2 separate regions of the Mus musculus genome follow, and region 2 is linked to region 1. A link is a contact called in public Hi-C data. All regions are on one chromosome and are shown on one strand. The core of a region is the stretch at or near the end of the contact, and the rest is flanking DNA. Distances in the headings are between cores, read along the strand shown.

Region 1 (5,257 bases), core at 955-3,454:
AGGAGGTAAAATGCTTGCTATACAAACATAAGGACCTGAGTTCAGACCCCAGCACCCATGTAAAAGCTAGGTGAGGCATTTGGTTGAGTGGACAGAAACAGGCAGACCCCAGAGGCTTACTGGCTAGCCAGGCTGGCTGTAACAGGGAATGCCACTCTCAAAAAGAAGGTGGGGGAGCTGGGGAAATGGCTTAGTGGATAAAGGCACTGCTCTGCAAGCTTGACAACTTGGTTGGAGTCTCAGAACCCACATACAAAGTGGGGCACAGTGGCATGCATCTCTTCTCCCAGCACAACTACAGTGAGGTGAAAGATGGAGACAGAATTGCCCAGAATTCTAAGGAGGATGCAACACAGAAACAGGAACAAGGGAGACCCTGCCTCAGCCATGTAGAAGGCAAGATCCAGCTCCAGGAAGTTGTCCTCTGATGTCCTCATGCACATTGTGGTGCATGTGTGCCTGCGTACATATCTCTCTCTCTCTCTCTCTCTCTCTCTCTCTCTCTCTCTCTCTCTCTCCAACATAATGCCCCAAATTGGGTGGAGTTTTTTGGTTTTTGTTTGTTTGTTTGTTTGTTTGTTTTCGAGGCAGGGTTTCTCTGTATAGCCCTGGCTGTCCTGGAACTCACTTTGTAGACCAGGCTGGCCTCGAACTCAGAAATCCACCTGCCTCTGCCTCCCGAGTGCTGGGACTAAAAGCGTGTACCACCATGCCCGGCTAAATTGGGTGTTTTATAGACAACTAAAATTTACCCTGAAGGACTCTGGAAGCTAGAAAGTTTAGGATCAAGACCAAGATCTAGATCAAGTAGGCTCAGTATCTCTTTAAGACCTGCCCCCTTGAAGAAGCTGACCTCTTGCTGTGTCTTCACATGGGCCTCACTTCCTCAGGGCTCTTTTCCCATTCCCAGGGGAACACTCATAGCCTACTCACTTCCCCAGGTGAAATACCTTTGCACTGCAGGTTGTGTTTTCCTGTTTGAATCCAGGGGTATACATTCAGTGCAGGCATCTAACTTAGCTAATAATATTACAGTAATATGCAGAGACACTGATTAACAGTGACTATAAGCATAACAAACAATCATTGCAAATAGAATGCTTATGATGTCTGATATGTATGTTTTTGAGCCAGAGTTGCCACTGTACCCTTAAATATTATTCTTTGTAACCTGGTGCTACTGTACACGGCTAATTACTAGGTCTACACCACTTCCTCATGCAGTCTCAGCCTGTGTGTGAGAGAATCCTAACTGATCTGTACTTTGTTGAACAATGTAAGTCCACTAAATCTCACCCTTGGCTATCATTGCAATGTTAAATTGTGTACAGTTCTGTAAACATTGTCCTTTCGCTTCACAGACCAAGTGACAGCTTCAGACACAACACCTGAAGTAATGCTGTTTTAATAGCAATTGCAGAACGTACTGTAAACAAATGTAGAAACACTAGCTTAAAAGAGCAGTGGAAGAACTTTGTGAGACACTTAATTGGCAGATAAGCTAGAGGCAGTAATTGTCCTGAAAGGCCAGTGGAGGAGGGAAATGACTTAAGGCCAACAGAACCAAGAAAACCCTTATGGAAAAGACTTTAAAGTGTTACAAAAACACTTTTTAAAAGTGTTTAAAAATATAAGTTGAATCAATTGTATTAGTAACTGTATTTTTGAGTAAACAGTAGTCGTAGTAGCTAGTACGCAATGTATAAATGCAAGTATTGCTACACGAATCTGATAGTCGGCCTTGGAATGCAAAGCCTTGTCTTCTTTTTAAAGATTTATTTTCATCATAATTGTGTTTCTGTGTATTGGGCTGTGGTGGGTGGGTATGTGCACTTGAGAGTCCAGGATCCCCTGGACTGAATCTCTGGGAAGCCATGGGACCTAGCGTAAGTGCTGGGAACTGAACTCAAGTCCTCTTCAGAAGCACAAAGTCCTCTTAACTGCTGAACCATCTCTCCAGTGCCTTGTTTTCTTATCTTTAAAACAAACAAACAAACAAAAAAAACCCCAGACCCAAAAGTCTTTGTTCTTTTGAACCATTACAAACTTCTTAGTAATTACTTTGAAACAGATTCTTTATAAGCAGGAATCGCCTGGAAGGTTCCTTTAAGAGCTCTGTTTTGCAGATGTTGTTTTGCTGTGTGAACTCCATCAGTCACAGCAGCAGAGTGTCGTCATCGCTGTTGCATCACTTCCTTTGCAGGAGAATTGACTCAGGATCCTTGGGGCAGGGTCATTTTCTCATTGTTTTGCACACTGTGTATCACCTATTTACGCGTGGAACTCAGATGAGTCACAGCCACGAATTAAATGGGGACTGTTATTACACCTGTTAGCTGTGGTGTGCTGGCCTGTATGCAAGCTGGCCTTCTTTCCCTTAAGCCAGCTTTCTATTATTTAAACTTCAGTTTCAGTTTCAGACCAAATAATATCCCTTTAAAAGATACATGCTTTCAGCTTCTCTTTAAAAAATCAGAATTTCTGGCACAACTCATGTGTTTTAGAATAAGAGCCATCTGCCAGTAAACCTTGCTGCTTCCTTCCTGCAGGGAACATGCTGGTCCAGGTCTCCACCATGCCCCACATGACATACTTCCTGTCTCTCACTTACCTGTCTGACTCTCCCAGGTATCTCTGCTTGATAATTAGATTAACATGTAATAATATGATATACCCAACAATTAAAAAGCAAGCAAAACCAAAACATTTGGGGTTTGCAATACCTGTTATCTTTTGTAACTAGAACTATGCATCATTTGAAGAATACCATGATATATAAATTCTATTGTTGAAGTCAATTAGTCTATTTTTGCAATATATTATAATGATTTTTATTTGTGCTTATATGGATGTGTACACAAATATGTGATAGCAGTGTTCATGAAAACACAATGGGCAGAATCATCAGAGTGAAGAATACTTGGGAATTTATTTCTTAAAGTTTTTCTTACAGGTTTTAAGTTTGAGATTTTATAAATGTGAAAGTTGTTTTTTTTTTAAACTCAAAGCTAACTCCTGACACAGATTATCAACAATGAGAAAGACTTTTCTTCTCTAAATGATCTTTTTATATTTTAAACAGAATTTGAGGAAAGGAACAATACCAGACTACTTGATTACCGTGTTTTTCCCCCAGGAAAAAGTATTTTCCAATACCTTATACTAAGAATAAAGTTTAGGGATAGTCAGGAAAACCAGAGGACAGAGGAGAGGAATGGAGAAGGGACCACAAACCTGCAATGCAGGTGGCTGTTAGGACCTAGGAAAGGCAGGATGGATGTTATCATGCAGCCTTGATAAGTAGCGCAGGCACTGCTAACACTTGGTTTTGAACTTTTGACCCCAGCATTGTAAGAATAGAGAATTGCGTTGCTCATTTAAAACTTTGAGAAATATTTTTCTGTGCACAACAACTGAAACCATTTGTGTCTGCCTCCAGTTATTAGTACACCGTTCTAGTACACAGCGGAAGAAGGACCTTATTAGCAAAGTCTGTATGGGAGGGATGCAGAGGTACCCACATATTAGATGTTTAACAAGTGACCAGACTGTCCACAGGACAGAAGCTGTTTCTTTACATATGATGACCAGCATTGCCTGTTCACTGCTGTTTAGTCTTACTCCCTTATAATCAGTGCTTGTGTGTGTCCTTTAAGGTTACTCAGCATAAAGTCTATAGACCATACTCACAAGACTGAGAACAAAAATTAATAGAGCTATGGATGGGTGTAGCTTAGTGGAAATAAGGACCTGAGTGGTAGGTGTGATTGTCCTTGGCATGTTACTACCCTTAGGCTCCTCATCAAACAGAACTGGAGAATGGGCAGGGTGTATTCATGCATGGTCAGCTTTCTTTGTCTGTGGGTAGATTCAACCAACTGCAAATGGAAAATATTTGAAAAATAAGATGGCTCAGAAAGCGCCAAAATACAAAACTTGAGTTTATAGTGTATCATACCGAACCTATGCAAATGAAGTGGTTGTTGGCATTATATTAGTTATTATAAGTAATATAAAGATGACTTAAGGTATATGGAAACATATTCATTGGCTATGCATTACATATACCATTTTGTATAAGAATGTGAGCATCTTTGAATTCGGATATCCAGTGTTTTTGGAGGTCCTCTGAATATCATGAGATCATGAGATGTTTGTCTACATTAAACATCTAGTAGCATCTCACATTTCATTCCAGTATCATATGAATTCTTTACTCTCCCATGTCTGTAATTTTCTTCTGCAGTATGGAGTAACAAAGCCTGGCTTCCATTATCCTCAACATTTTCTTTACTCAGTCTTCCTTTATGTAACTAATTTCCCCAGCATGCATACAGACCACAGCCTAGACCCTGGGCCTGCTGGACACCCCAGTGCAGTGATGGAATCCTCACTCTGGCCTCGCCACATACGCAGTGAGCCAGCCGAATTCTCAGCCTGGCTCTGCCAGATACACTGGCCAAACCCTTGACTTTTTAAACTTAGAGGAATTATATAAGCAAAAACTTAAGACAGACTATTTCCTGAGCTTTAAAAATAAGGATGCTAAAACTTTTAGTCATTCAGTCGTTGTCTAGTTTTAATTGTTATTCACAGAGGCTGGTAGGACTTGTTTAAAGATTTGAAACTAATGCTATTTATATGTAGTCCTGCACTCTCCCTTTGTGTAATGTCGTGTTAATAGGCATTAAAGATGCCGGCCATGGCTTTGGTGAGCAAGGTTGAGTTTTCCTCTTAGCTCAGAAAGCTCCTGTACAAGGGCACTGCAACAAAAAGCTAACGCTGTATAGTATTTGTCTTCAGCTGGCTGCTGACCCACCTACAGAAATCCCTTCCTCAATTTAACCTAACAATAAAAAAGATTTGATTTCCTCTAGAAGAACTAAGAAAAAGTGGGAGAAATTATTTGTTTTTTCCATTTCCTGGTCTATTTGATCTGTTTTTAGTTTGACTCTTTTCTTTGCCACCACATTCTTGCTCTCTTAGTTTGCTTCCTGATGTCTGCTCTTCCCGAGTATAGAAAACTCTTGGTTGTTTTCATAAGTAGAGATGGGACAGCTGGTAAAGCCAAGGACTAGATGGTCCAAATCATGTTTGCCTCTGTGTTGATTTCAGCAGTCTGAATAGAGGCCCATTTACTATGTCAAGGTAGTCATGAATCTCTCCATGGCTTCAGGTCTCTGCTCTGTGGGTCCCTGGCTCTCAATGCAGGCACTAGGAAAAGTAAGTACAACAGCCTATCTGGCTCTCCCCTGCT
Region 2 (5,257 bases), core at 1,868-4,367, 84 kb before region 1:
CACACCAGTGGTATGTGTGTGCCAAGATGTGTGTAACGACAAGACGACAACTTGGTGGAGTCAGCTCTCTCTCCTTCCACCCTGTGGGTTCCGGAGACAGAGCTCATGTCATCAGAATTGGTAGAAAGCTTCTTTACCCACTGAGCCATCTCACCAGCCTCTCCTTTTATCTCAACACAGTCAAAGCTCGCGTCTCTACTAACTAACACCTCTTCTCTTCAACTGGCTCATCTGGTTGATACTAACTCTACTTTCCTTGCCACACTGGGGTGACTTTTCAAGGTCACAGTACCCTCCGTACCACCAGATGCAACAGATACAAATATCTTTCAACCTTCTCCGCACATACCTTGATTGTGCACACCAGACGGGGAAACAGTCTTCTTTTATGCCTTCCTATTCTTGGTGCACAGCAGACAGGAATTCTCTTTTTTAAAGCCCTCGCGGTGTTCTTGGATTTTTTTTTCACCTTGGTTATATTTGAATCTAAAGTGTTCCCCCACTGACTCATGGTTTAAATGCTTGCTCCCCAGCTGGTAGCAGTGTTTGGAGAAGCTATAGAAACATCAGGCAGTTGGAGTCCCGCTGGCAGAAGTAGATCCCTAGGGGCAGGAAGTCTATCTGGTCCCTAAGTCTGGACATGCTCTCTATTTCCTGCCTCCCACAGGTTCGAACTCCACCATGTCTTCCTCCTCCTCCCCCGCACTGATGAACAATATTTTCTGGAACTATGACCCACTAAACCACTTCTCTTTTATTTCTGAAAGGTATTTTGGTCACAACAGTGTTAAGATTCCTTCTGTTGGCTCCTCCACTCTGATTCTAAATTTTTATAGATTTCTATTCCCATCCTGGCTCGTTCCTCTGTTTCTGTGTTACCCCGTTTTCCTGAACAACTCCATCCAAGCTGCTGATACCGCTGTCTGAGCAGCTGCCTCTCAGCTGTGCATCTTTGGCCCACTCCTATCTATTCAACGACTCCACCTGCATCTTTCACAGGTATTTAAACATTAATAGGTCCAGGATGGAATATTCCATTCCTCACTCTCCTGGAAAGCCTGTTCTTCATGTAGCCGACTCTCTCTCTAGAGGGGACCACGGTCAGCCGCACTGATCACGCCCCACACACAGAAATCCGTACCTCATCCTTCACTGCCCCCATGCACACCGAGAGCAAAGCTACTTGTTTTTAGCTCCAACATCCATTTCCCTTCCTCCCTGACCTCTGACCCCTGGGCAACCCCACAGAGGTCCTGGCTAGCACCACTGCTCAACCAAAGAAATGAGAAACAGTTTAAACTCATCTTTCCTGTCCCCTCACACTCTTCATCCATTCTCAACACTCCAGCCACAACGGTCTATGAGAAATTAGGTCCGTGGTGAGCGCATGCTGTTAGACTGAGTACGCAGGCACACACAAACCTCTGAGGAGTACGGGATAGTTTATCGCAGGTCGAGAGTCAACTAAAATACAAAGCCAAACCAGAAAGCCAAAGATGTCAGTTCCCTGAGTAAAATTCCTCGGCAGCTCCTCTCTGTATTTAGGAGAAAAAGCACACCCTGGAGGCTCTGTCCTGGCCTTTTCCTCCAGCCTGTCTCCCACCAAGCTTCCTCCTTGCTTACTGGAGCAGCTGCTCTGGCTTCACTTTAAAAGGCCAAGAGCCATCCTGCCTCCCTGCCTGGGAACCTTCGCTCAGGAGGTTTTCTCATCCCTTCCGGTACTAGCACCTTCTCCTTCTTCCCACCGAGCATCCTGTGTGACCCCATGTGTCCTGTGTATGCATTAGCATACTATTATAATTGTTTTGCTTTCTCCACAGTTGAGACTAGCTTTTACCTTCTCATACATTGCTCTTCTATGTAAGTGCCACCTCGACAACCAATGCCACCAGTCTGAGCAAAACACCCCGTCCTTTCTAAAATTCCTATGTATCATGGTAGAGATGCTTAAATACCCATCCTTCTCTTCCCCCAGGAGTCTAAATGGTGTTCCTTTAGACACTCCTAAGGGCTCCAACAGGAGATCTACTGAATTATAGTAAAAAGGAAGATTGTGGCAAAAGACAGAGTTTGGGGGAGGGGTTCTAGGACAATAGGCCACAAGCCTAGAAAGCAGCGGTCTTCACTACACCACACCACAAGCCCCCGGGGAGACTCTTTCCAGTCTAGTGATCCTATCCTTGGATTCAACCCAGTAAAGGTCTTCTCCCCACCCCACCCCCAGTGATTGCCACTGGTCCAGGGAACTAGTTTCCACCCCCATGTCTAGAGCAAGGTGGTGGGACTCCCTGTTTTCCACTGAAGTGTAAACTCAAAGAAAAAAGAAAGAAAGAGAGAAGAAGAAGAAGAAAAGAAAAAAGAGTGGGCTACCTCAAAGCAGCTGAGAAACACAGAAATTAAAAAGCCATAGTTGAGCCACTGTGCACGGGTGTGTTTAAATGATTTTACAATAGACAACAAGGGCTAGGCACGGGCACCTGAGGACGAGTGAGCAGCATATAAATTCCCAATACTACAGGTGTTTTTTTCAGATACTTATCCTCCAGCCCAGCCCTCAGACATAGCCAAGGTGTTGTTGTTGTTGTTGTTGTTGTTGGTGGTGGTGGTGGTGGTGGTGGTTTGGATTGGTTTGGTTTGGTTTGGTTTGGTTTGGTTTGGTTTGGTTTGGTTTGGACAACCGTGGTCACTTCAACTTCAGGGCCATTCAGGGCAACCACATTTACTCAAAAGCTCTTCTGAAGCTGGGTGTGGTGGCGCACGCCTTTAATCCCAACACTCAGGAGGCAGAGGCAGGCAGATTTCCGAGTTCAAGGCTAGCCTGGTCTACAGAGTGAGTTCCAGGACAGCCAGGGCTATACAGAGAAACCCTGTCTCGAATTTAAAAAAAAAAAAAAAGCTCTTCTGAAGTTGTACAAAGATGCTCTAAATGCCTTCAGACTCCTCCAGTCCAGGTCCCAATTATCCAGGCAGCCCAGTACATCCAAGATCCTGGAGTACCCACTGAAGCTGGGTTGCTTTAGGAGAGAAATGGCATGGGGGTGAGACAGACGCAGAACGACTCAAACCACCCAAAAGGACAACAAGGTGGAGGCCTCCTGAGAAAAGGAAGAGGTGGGGAGAGAAAGAGCCTGCCACTGAGGAGAACAATTAACCCCACCCCTGTTTTGAAGATATAGACACAACTCTGGTTGCTTCAACTTTCATACCTGGGCTTTTCCAAAGAGAAGCAGAGTTAACATCTGACACCTCCAAAGACAAAGACGACTACTTTTTTGTTTAGAGAACACTTTGCACTTTATATTTTGTGTTTGGGGACATTTTACTTTAACGTTTCTCGGTTGCCAGCCAACTTTTCTTCTGAAACTTCCTTGTAAGTTTCACGGCCTTGGTCTGCAGCCAAGTGGGAAACTGTTCTTCCTCCGCTGGATTTCGCTGTTTCCCTCCCTCCCTCACCAACTCCACTTTCAATCCTGCCTGTCCTTTAGCGCTTCCTGCTTGAGTGCCACCTCGGGTTATTGTGTCCCACTTGCCTTATGGTGTCCCTACATCCACTGAGGTCACCTCACTCTGTTCCTGGAGCCTGTAATACTTGTGTTGTAAATATGACTTACATCTTCTCACTCTCAGTTTTTCTCTTCTCTTCTCTTCTCTTCTCTTCTCTTCTCTTCTCTTCTCTTCTCTTCTCTTCTCTTTCTTTCTTTCTATGAAAAAAGCCTGGAAGCAGCATTTAGAGAATCCCCTCATACTAATAATTTAAAATAATTTCTCAACCCTCCTTCATACTGACAGATCAAAACTCATATGCAAAAGAGACCTCATGGTTTCTCGTTTTCTTTTTTTATTAATTGTTCCAATCTTTTAATCTTAATGTTAAAATTTTTAAAATATATATGGAGTGTGTATGCATGTGCGTGTGTGTGTGTGTGTGTGTGTGTGTGTATGCCTTTCTGATTTTATATATACCACATGCATTCAGGAGCCCTTGGGGACCAGAAGAGGTCATCAGAACCCAAGAACTATCATTACAGGTGAAAATGAGCCACCATGTTAGTGCTAGGACCTGAACTCTGGTCTTCTTCATGAACTGTAAGTGCTCTTAACCTCTGAGTCATGTGCCCAACCCCTTAAAAGTGTTTTTAAAATTGCATTCATTTATTTATGGGGGATCTGAGGACAACCTTCATCCACCAATTCTCTCCTACCACATGGGTCCTAGGGTTTGAATTCAGGTCATATATTGGCAGGGAAACACCTTTACCCATTGAGCCATCCTACCAGCCCAGTTTCTCATTTTCAACTTGACTGACTGCATTTAGAGTCACCATGGAAACATACCTCTGAGTAGATCTAGAAAGGTATTTCTAGAAATACTTAGCTGAGGGAAGGCCAGCCCTGACTATTCAGGGGGTCCGGTCTGAATGAAAAGAAGAGTCATGCAGACATATCTTTCTCTATCTTGTGACTCTGGACTCATTGTAATCAGCTGCCTCAAGCTCCAGACACCATGGTTAGAGCCACCCCATTATCACCATGCCCTTCCTGGACACGAAGGCCTATCCCCTCAAACGGTGAACTGACATACGCCCTCCTAATATAGTTTGTATCTGAGTTCACATTGACCTATACATTATCTTTTTTAATTCTCATACCACCTAAAGAGGCTAGCCCCAGGCTCAGAACCAAGTCTTTAGAGATATGAGGTGTGCCAGACCCACACATTTACAAATAGGCCAAGGCTCCTTATTATATGGGAAAGTGATGGCAATGCCCAGGAAACTCTTAATACATAGAAGGCCTTAATACATACAAGGCCTTTCCAGCCTTGTGCAGGCCTGTTGGCCTTGATTCACACCCGGGGAGCAGTATGCCCTCTGAGAGACAGTTGGCAGTCTGGGGCCATTTTTGGTTGTCATTCTGGGATAGAAGATACTACTGGCAACTAGTGAGTAGAGGGTACAGATGCAGCTAAACCATCCCACACAACACAAAGCTTCCTTGTCCCTACATGGCCACAGCACTGTACAGACAAACCCTGCTCCACACATCATATGCCTTCTCTCTCCCAACCTTCACTTTATTCTCTTTTTCTAGGATAAGCAACATACTTCAAATGACATTACTGGACTGTTCATTAGACAAGATATTTAGGGGTGTGTGTGTGTCTGTGTGTGTGTGTGTGTGTGTGTGTGCTGAAGAAGTACAGGCAAGGAATGTATGTACTACTGAGCTACATTTCCAACCCTTCAATACAGGACCA

The links. A called contact is a pair of places that touch in the nucleus more often than the background predicts.
Region 2: a contact with region 1 is called in a Hi-C map of uterus, with 2.8 times the contacts expected there. The contact joins two enhancer-like sites. A contact is called at or near these places in 9 of 39 promoter capture datasets (the 3T3-L1 cell line, 3T3-L1-derived adipocytes, the C10 cell line and 6 more), 16 of 484 Hi-C or Micro-C datasets (the 3T3-L1 cell line, 3T3-L1-derived adipocytes, 8-cell embryo and 10 more), 6 of 115 datasets of contacts at active chromatin or transcription factors (Th2 cells, embryonic stem cells, extraembryonic endoderm stem cells and 3 more) and 5 of 9 other capture datasets (adipose tissue, embryonic stem cells, liver and 2 more).

What each region holds. Positions count from the first base shown.
Region 1 is chr11:80,708,523-80,713,779 of GRCm38.p6, reverse strand. The region is part of intron 1 of Myo1d (myosin ID); the gene reads left to right. Among named protein-coding and RNA genes, the nearest start is that of Gm31042, 13 kb to the left of the region's middle. Within about 2 kb of position 2,204, at least 42 of the 459 cell types and tissues checked have an H3K27ac peak or open chromatin away from gene starts, as enhancers often do. A contact at or near this core is called in uterus, where this site is marked.
Region 2 is chr11:80,793,776-80,799,032 of GRCm38.p6, reverse strand. No RefSeq gene overlaps it. Among named protein-coding and RNA genes, the nearest start is that of Tmem98, 14 kb to the left of the region's middle. Within about 2 kb of position 3,117, at least 5 of the 459 cell types and tissues checked have an H3K27ac peak or open chromatin away from gene starts, as enhancers often do. A contact at or near this core is called in uterus, where this site is marked.